3 separate regions of the Zea mays genome follow, and all the other regions are linked to region 3. Evidence: chromatin contacts called from public Hi-C data. All regions are on one chromosome and are shown on one strand. The core of a region is the stretch at or near the end of the contact, and the rest is flanking DNA. Distances in the headings are between cores, read along the strand shown.

Region 1 (2,700 bases), core at 51-2,550, 160 kb before region 3:
AGTCCCCTGACCACCTCCACCGTTAAGCACTTCACTGACATTGAACCCCCCATCTGGGATGAAACCCACAAACTTATTACTAGACAAATCAAGCCACTGGAGCAGGGGGAACGAGAACATCCAGTCAGGTAGGTGGCCGGAGAGCTGGTTACCAGCCAGTGATAAGAACTTCAAGCTCAGCCATTTCGCTACAGCACTGCTGAGCTCACCGGAGATCTCATTTCCTGACAAGTCCACCACCTCCAAAGACCTGCACCCAGCCAGCGGCAGGGGAATCTCCCCAGATATCTTGTTATTCGACAAATCTAGAACCTTGAGACTAGCTAGTGCGTCGAGCTCCGGACGGAGTGCCCCAGAGAGCTGGTTACCCCCAAGCTGCAGGTACAGAAGCTGGAAGCAGCCTGCAAGTCCGGCAGGCACTGAACCGGACAATCGGTTATTCGACAAATCCAGCACCTGCAAATAGGTCAGGTTCCCTATCCCCGGAGGAATGTCCCCGGAAAGCTGGTTGTCCGCGAGAAAAAGCCCCTGCAGGCTCCGTACGGCTGCGATACCGGCGGGGATCTCGCCGGAGAAGCGGTTGTGGGAGAGGTCGAGGAGGAGGAGAGCGGAGTTGTCGGGGTCGGCGACGATCCGCGGCGGGACGGCGCCGGAGATGGCGTTGCGGGAGAGATCAAGGGCAGCGAGGCGCGCGGGGAAGGAGAGACGCGGGGAGAGCGGGAGGCGGAGGAAGTTGGCGGAGAGGTTGAGGGTGCGGAGCGCGGGGAGCGAGGACGGCAGGCAGGTGGGGACAGCCCCCGAGAGCGCGTTGCGGGAGAGGTCGAGCGCGAGGAGCGAGCGCGGGAGGGAGCAGGGAAGCTCTCCCGAAAGCGCGTTGGCGGAGAGGTCGAGCGTCCGGAGACGTCGGAGGAGCGCGAGCGGCGCCGCGGGGATCACGCCCGTGAGGTTGAGGCCCCGGAGCGAGAGTTCGGCAACGGAGGGAGTGGTGACCGAAGGGGCTGGCGCCGTGGCGGGGTGGAGCGACACGCCGAGCCAGGATGGCGAGAGCGGGCCGCTCCACGAGGATAGCGCGGCGCGGGAGGGCGGCGACAGGGACGCGCGGAAGGCGAGAAGCGCTGCGCGGTCGGTGGAGGCAGGGACTGCAGGTTGGGTCGCCGACGCCAGGACGAGGAGGAAGGTGGCCAGGAGCTGATGGGGTAGGGGAGTGGCTGTCAGCATGGTGGTGGACTGGTGGTGGTGGTGGCGGTGGCCGGCAGAACCTGAGTGGTTAGGGTTTTGCAGGCCTCGGGCGTCGCCGCGGCCGCGGAGGATGTGGTCGCTCGGGGCCTCGGGCGTCGCCGCGTGTGGGTCAAATTTTGGAGGAAAGGTGGCGAACAGGCGAAGGCTGTGGAATCTGTGGTGTTTTCCCTCAACTAGGACTCCATTTTTTCCTTCTTGAATGAACTCTAAAATAAGGCAATTTCTTCTTCAAATCTTAAAGCCGCTTAAATTAGCTCTCTACCATGGTTAGAAATAGTTTTTATTTTAGGATGGTTTCAACTTTTTACTAAGAAAATCGGAAAAAGTTTATTTAAAACATTGAAAGTATATAAAAAGTTCAAAAATATTAGAAATAGATTGGGACCGGAGAAAAAAGTATTTAGAGCCCGCGAAAATATATCTATAAGCTTTAAAAATATATTTAGTTCTAGAATAATAAAAAAATATCGTTAAACCCCCAAAATATTTTAATCAAGTTTAAATGTGCTTTGGAAATTTTCTACAACAAAAATATGTGATACAACCAACATAGATGTTAAGGTTGTCTGCAGTACAGTGTGTAAAATAGAGGACGCGAAATTGTGAATGACGCTGCTTGCATAAAGAAGTTTGAAATAGAGGATGATATTGTTTGATACTATTTTATTTTGGTGGTATCTTATATTTTTGTTGTCGAAGTTTTCACAATGCAATTAGAAATTGATTGGGGGGTTCACGATTTTTTTTATATTTTTGTACCTTTTTCATTTTAAAGAGCTAAGTGCATCAATCCTATTTATGGATTTTAGTGATTTGATGACACGAGCTAACAATATTTTATGAGATTTACAATTAAATATAATTATAAAAAAGTACAAAAAATATGAGACCCTTTAATTATAAATTAGTGAAAGATGTGGCACAACAATTCAACTTGAGAGAGAGATTTTAGTTTTAATTCAATCTTCTTTCAAGTATAGTATATCATAAAGAAGGATATAGAAAAAATTACTTGTAGGTGTCAAAATATGCTCAAAACATTATACTCATTAACTCCTAACATTCCCAATAATACTCTAAAAAGGTCTCTTAAAAAACCTCTAAAAGAGCAAGTATTCTCTTTCTTTTATTCGTCCTGTTTTCAACACCACAAAAAATTCTGGACACCGCCTTAACTTTGAACCTTGGCTTTCTGCTGATGTTCCTCTTTCCCCAAAAAATTCTCTCCCCTTGGAAAATTTCAAACCCCCCTTTGGAAAAATTTGAGTAACACCTCTAAACTTCGAAGTTTTGCTTTATGGTATCTTCCTCTCCTTTGGAAATTCTGAACCCTCGAAATTTGAGGTGGGGTGCCCCTTGGGTCAAATCTCTTTGACTATGGATGCACCGAGGTTTCTCTTATCCACCTCAGAAATTCCAAGCCTCCCTAGTTGAAATTTTTGAGAGGGAACCTTCCTGCTC
Region 2 (2,779 bases), core at 64-2,563, 200 kb after region 3:
CAGAATAGAAGATAACTGTATTTGGATAACTATTTAAATAAGCTGGTGGAAGACATTTTTTCTACAAAAAAAATTCTATTCATATTAATTAGGAAGGATATAGAAAGTCTCCTGAAATTGCTCTAAGAGCATCTCCAACAATGCCTCAAACTGATGTCTCAAATTGAAATATAGGGCTATATAAAGAAAAAAAATTACTCCAATAATGCCTTATTTTATAAAATTTGATTAAAAAATATAGGGCACCATCTCAAGTACATCAAATATACTAAACCGTAGTGGTCTGCCCTATAATTTAGATTTAAGACTTTACTGTTAGATCATAATATTTTGTTGGTGCCTTATTTTCTATAAAAATATACTTATTTTTAAACTATAAAACATTTTTATAGGTCATGTTGATGAAGATGATCTAATACGATTTATGGAAAAAGGTCTATTTCCATATCCTCTTCCGTGTTTATTTCTCGTTCTCATGAACCACGACCCAAACAGCTGATATAATTTCCACCGATATCCCACAATCCAAGCCGATTTTTTTATTTTAGCCCTTTTCAGAAAAAAATTTACGTTTGACCCGATTTAATGTCGTTGTTTTGACCTATTTCTCGGTGTTATGGCTCATAGCGCTCAAACATGTCTCGCGTCATAAGCCATGGCGTCGAGGTACCTAATGCGATGGTATCTCGATACACGCTGTCAGCTCATGTGACCTAGCTCGATGCATAGATTTTGGAACCGACCTAGGCAATGGTCTCCCAGTTGCCTCTGCCGAACATGCATGGGTACATATGTATGTGTCAGCGTGATAGTGTCAGACGTCGGCACGTAGATAAAAAATACGGTATATAAGATGATCGAAAAAGGATGTATAACCATCTAATATCTTTAAAACAAAAGAATAAAAAATTATACCCTACATGCTAATAACGACGGTTTAAGAAGCATAAGTCCTACTCAAAGCACTCATACCTACAAGTGACGTGGATAGTCTCATTATTGTCATTTTAAACCGGCTTCCATATATAAAAAAACTGTCTATATGCTGTAGCGTGGTGCTCCATGATATCAAGCTGTCAGGGAGGTTGTGTGTTGTAGTTGCGTCAGGGAGATGTCAGGCACGGTCGCACAGGAAGCCTTTCAAAAGCACGCACCCTTTCCTGTGAAATCCGTTTCTTCTCCTTATCCAATCAGCCATTGTCTAGTTCGGCGCCACAATCGTGAGGCGTAGAAATAGATCACATCAATTATCAGCGTGCCGTCGAGACATGTTTACCCAACGTCACCAGCCTTGACGTCGAGCAAAACGTCTAAAAAAGAAATTAAGTCGTCCATCAGTCAAACTTAATAGCTAAAGTTAAAAAAAAATTCGGACGACCCAAACGCCACCCAGCGGCCACCGCCACGCCCGCTCCGTTTCCCGATTCCCCAGCGGCCAAAACCCTAGAAACCTCCAGCCAGAGGGAGGAGTTCAAGAGAGAGAGAGTGTGTGAGAGAGAAAGAGAGGGAGAGCCGGAGAGGGGCTATGGAGAAGCTGGATGAGAGCAAGTTCGAGCAGCGGTTAGAGCTCTTGGCGCTCCGCATCCCCCGTGAGCTCGCCTCCGCAGTTACCCGCCTCCTTCGCTCCGGGTAACGTTTCTCCCTTGTTCCAGGTTCCAATCCAATTAATCTGGTAGGAACATGAAAAACGAACGGATAACTTAGTTATAGTATCCGTTGCGTCAACGACTAATTGGGGGCTCATTTCCCTTCCCCATCTGTGATTTTAGTTATCTGCTCGACAAGCCAAGGGTTAAACCTGTAGTTGAGGACCCCGAGGGCGACAAGAACCGGCTCGTCATACTGTCTGAAAGGATTCAGAAGCCCGGTATGTTACTCTTAGGATGGGCTCTGTCAGTTGCAAAAAAATTACACTATTAACTGAGCAAACATTGCAGCGCCACGTCACCAAATCATGTTGGAATAGCCAGCACATTACTCCATTGAACTATAATATAAGGCTATTTGAAATGTTCCTGTGGCTTCAGAAATCTCTGACTCTTGCAACACAATTTTCTGTCCTGATCAGTCTCTTGGTATTTAAAGGATAATGACTTACCCGTGTTAATGTTTTGGTGTGCAGATTTATCTGACATGTCACAGCAGGCGCTTGATTCATTGAAGCAACTATGCAATGTTGAAGTTGTACCTTACACATTGACCCTAGGTTATTCATATTGGAGTGCAGGTCTGTTTAAGATCTTTTCTTTATAATCTGATTTCTGTTATGTTTTAGTATCGTTCGACTTTGTGGTACATATCTTCCATATTCTTTTGTTCTATAAATTTTCTATGAAGTTTTAAGTCTTCTTTACTAAAAAGGGTGCCATAATTCACCCATTGCTGCTTATTAATTGTCATCGACATTTGCCTTTTCCTTTATTGATGAGTTTTGAGCTGACAAAACCAGTTCAACCATTTTTAAATTTTTTAATATTATGGGTTTGATCAATGTTTTTTTTTAAATTTCTGATAGATCACATTTTGAAGCGAATCCTGCCTGCTGGAGTGGAGGTACCCTCTTCGTTTGAGACAATTGTTAAGTATACTAAACTTGATGATACTTTTCTTGATTTTGTTGTTATCTCTTTTTAAATATTTTTTGTATGATGTCTGCAGGTCATGTTGCTCATCTGAACATATCTGATGACTTGCTAGCATATAAAGATGTCATAGCAAAGGTTATCTATGACGTAAGCACACTTCTACGTACTTCTTTTTCTTAGTAACTTGCTCGCTT
Region 3 (2,984 bases), core at 178-2,677:
AAATTATACTACAAAGTACAAACTAAAGTGGAAACACTGCAGAGTAACTGTAATTCGGCATAGCCACTAGGCACCATGAAAATCTTAAGTGTTGAGGAATAGTAACAAAATCCTAAGCTAATCTGAGTACACAGAAAAAACAGCACTTGGAGTGACCAAGCAAGAGTGCAACTCCACATTTTAGAAGGCATTAACTGCTAGGAAATACGGCTTCATGTTTTTGTTGGACAAACCCTTTTTCTCATTCCCTTTTGCATGTAAACATCTATAGTCATCTGATCCTTACGCCAGAACCACAAATCACAAGAGTGTTTAGTGGGCTGCTTATTAGGAGATCATAAATGTTATCTGGCTCTAACATATGAAAATAGCTCATGCAAAATGGATGACTCTTCATTCCTAAAGTCACTTTTGAGTCAGAATGCTTGCCAAAAGGGAAAAACATCAGTAAGAAAATAAGAACAACAAACCTGAATTATGAGCATGACGACAGCAAAGATGACTTTCATAACCTCCGTCAGAAAGTTAACACTGATGGGACTGAACTGAAACTTCCCATCAACCTTTGACATGAACACTAGGATGGGCTGGATAAACAAAGTGAAACATTAGCATAATGCCCCAAGGCCAAACGTTTGCTACTCAGATGAACGTAACACTACAGCAAAGGGCCAGGGTCAAGCATGTGAGGCATTAGCAATAGTAAAATCATTATTTGTGTACCAAATCCGTGAGACCATTTCACTCAAGCATTGATTGTGCAAACGTCTCCCACGCGAGGGACTGAAAATGAAGCGTTTAGACACACACACACACACACACCTGGAGACCAACAAGGATGCAGTCGCCGACGACGAGGAAGACGTTGAGCGCCCGGAACTTGGACGACATCTTGTTGCGGTGCTTGTCGTACGCCCTGGACACGCTCCGGGGGCTCGGCACCACCACCCGGGAGCGGCACACGCTGCATTCCACCACCCCGTTCCGTTGCATCTCGGCACGCCGACGGCTATGCAGGCCACGCCGCCGCCGAGACGCTGCTCAGTCCCCGCGGCCTCCGAGAGATCACGAGAGCATCCACCTACAGCGAGCGACCACGCCATTTTCACCAAACCAGCGGCAATACGTCGGAGAGGACTGGCTACGCGAGCGGATCCGAGGGGTTCCGCTCGGCCTCTGTACCTGGTGATAGTCGTAGCGGTGTCGGCGCGGATCTCGCAGATCTGGCACGGCCTGGGCACCGCGCGCGCGGCGAACAGGGCTGGGTCCGGCTGGGTTTTCGGCCGGGGTTTCTGTCGAGACGAGAGCACGATGGTTTGATCCAGCTACCGTAGTGAGAGGAGCCCGTGGGAAGCTGCCTCCGGGATCTCGGAATCCGGCAGGACTCGGGGTCTCAGGGGGGAGGAGAAAGCCAGAAAGGGATGATTGGAGAAGGGAGGAGGGAAGGTGGGAAGAGGAAGAGGGACGCGACCGGAAGGCGGGTGTTTAGGTCTATTTATATTTGTATTTTGTGTGTTTTTCGGGTAAACACGAAATCCCGCTCGAGTGTTTCCTTCTTCTTTCTTTGGTCAACATAAATAATCGCTCGGGCGGTTTTTTTTTTCTTCCTTTTTTGATCCCCAGCATTTGTGGTGGTCTGATTTTTTGTGATTTGATTTTATTTCCGTATTAATTTGCCAGATTTCTTTTACACGCTACCGCTTTTGTTCTAAATTATTATAGGTCCTCTTAATTCGCTTTTATTTAAACTTTTTAATTCGGCCTGAGCGTGAATCCGTTGATGGATTTACTGTGCGCCGTCCGATCGAAGACGTGCGACGGTGCGAGCCTTCTTCCCAGCGCTCCCGCGCTTGAGCGCACGTCGCACAGTGCCAGCCTACCGAACGCCATATGGCAACTCGCCGTTATCCAGCGCTCATCGCTCTGAGGAGCCGCTGCGGGCCCCGCGTGGTGCTCGGAGTCGGAGTCGGATGCGCCGGGGTGGGCCGCTGCCGTTTTCCCGTTGTCAAACAGCGATTTGGCGCCGGGTACGTTTTGACCATCGTCGACCTTACTGTACTTACCTCGGGCACGCTGAGGCGGAGGCGACAGGACAAATATATTACTTCAGTTGTCGTTTAACGATACAGTCTTCAAAATATAATTTTAACTAATATTTTTATCAAAATGCAAATAAATTTTTAATACATTTATACTTTTATAAAATTATTTTTTTAACATAAATCGGTGCATATAAATGTTAGGTTTTAAAACTAAATAATAAAATAGTTAATTGTATTTAAAATTTTATAAGTTTGGTTTGAACCTTGTCCAAAATGACAATTAATAGGACACTGAGGGAGTAGGTCATTCTATATACTACCTTAATATATTTTAATCAGATACGAATAGTTAAAAAAGGGATGGATATAGATACAGAGACCGAATATTTATTCGGATGGATAAATGACGAATATGAATTTTGTTTGACCTGATATCAGATACTTGTCGGATAATGCATGAATTTCTTACTATTCACTACAGTCTAGTTCGCTTATTATAACCTTAAGTGTTTGTTTCTAGAGACTAATTTTCAGTCCCTCCATTTTATTTCATTTTAGTCCCTAAATTGCTAAATATTCGTATTTGACAATTTAGGACTACAATAAAATAAAATGGAGGGACTATATTTCAGTTTCCGTATTTGGCAATTTAGGGACTAAAATGGAATAAAATGGAGGGACTAAAAATTAGTCTCTAGAAACTAAACACCCTCTAATTCACCACATGAAAATGATAAAGTGGAGTATTGATTATTTTGAAACTTAAATACTTAGAGTGATTTCACGTCTAACTCATGTAATAAGTGGAAGTGAAATGGAAGAAACGTTGGAATTTTATGGATTTTATTATCCAAATATTTTTATGATTATATGTGGACATATGTTGCGTCTCCATAAAATTTCATGAATTTTTAGGCTATTTAGTATTGTTAATTTATTTTT

What was found. Hi-C and Micro-C count contacts between places; a contact is called where the count stands out from the background.
Region 1: a contact with region 3 is called in a Hi-C map of endosperm, with 5 times the contacts expected there. The contact joins the promoter of LOC542675 here to the promoter of LOC100501548 in region 3. A contact is called at or near these places in 4 of 25 Hi-C or Micro-C datasets (ear, endosperm, leaf and 1 more).
Region 2: a contact with region 3 is called in a Hi-C map of tassel, with 3 times the contacts expected there. The contact joins the promoter of LOC100274674 here to the promoter of LOC100501548 in region 3. A contact is called at or near these places in 2 of 25 Hi-C or Micro-C datasets (ear and tassel).

What each region holds. Positions count from the first base shown.
Region 1 is chr4:138,682,002-138,684,701 of Zm-B73-REFERENCE-NAM-5.0, forward strand. It overlaps LOC542675 (fasciated ear2), which reads right to left and starts at 1,301. Exons shown (of 1, transcript NM_001112192.2): 1 at 1-1,301. The coding sequence starts at 1,218.
Region 2 is chr4:139,049,202-139,051,980 of Zm-B73-REFERENCE-NAM-5.0, forward strand. LOC100274674 (tRNA (guanine(37)-N1)-methyltransferase 1) reads left to right here and starts at 1,314. Exons shown (of 11, transcript NM_001148994.2): 1 at 1,314-1,629; 2 at 1,770-1,867; 3 at 2,123-2,227; 4 at 2,516-2,578; 5 at 2,659-2,732. The coding sequence starts at 1,526.
Region 3 is chr4:138,846,622-138,849,605 of Zm-B73-REFERENCE-NAM-5.0, forward strand. It overlaps LOC100501548 (nucleotide-sugar transporter/ sugar porter), which reads right to left and starts at 1,428. Exons shown (of 16, transcript NM_001196244.1): 1 at 1,183-1,428; 2 at 823-1,081; 3 at 471-587. The coding sequence starts at 993.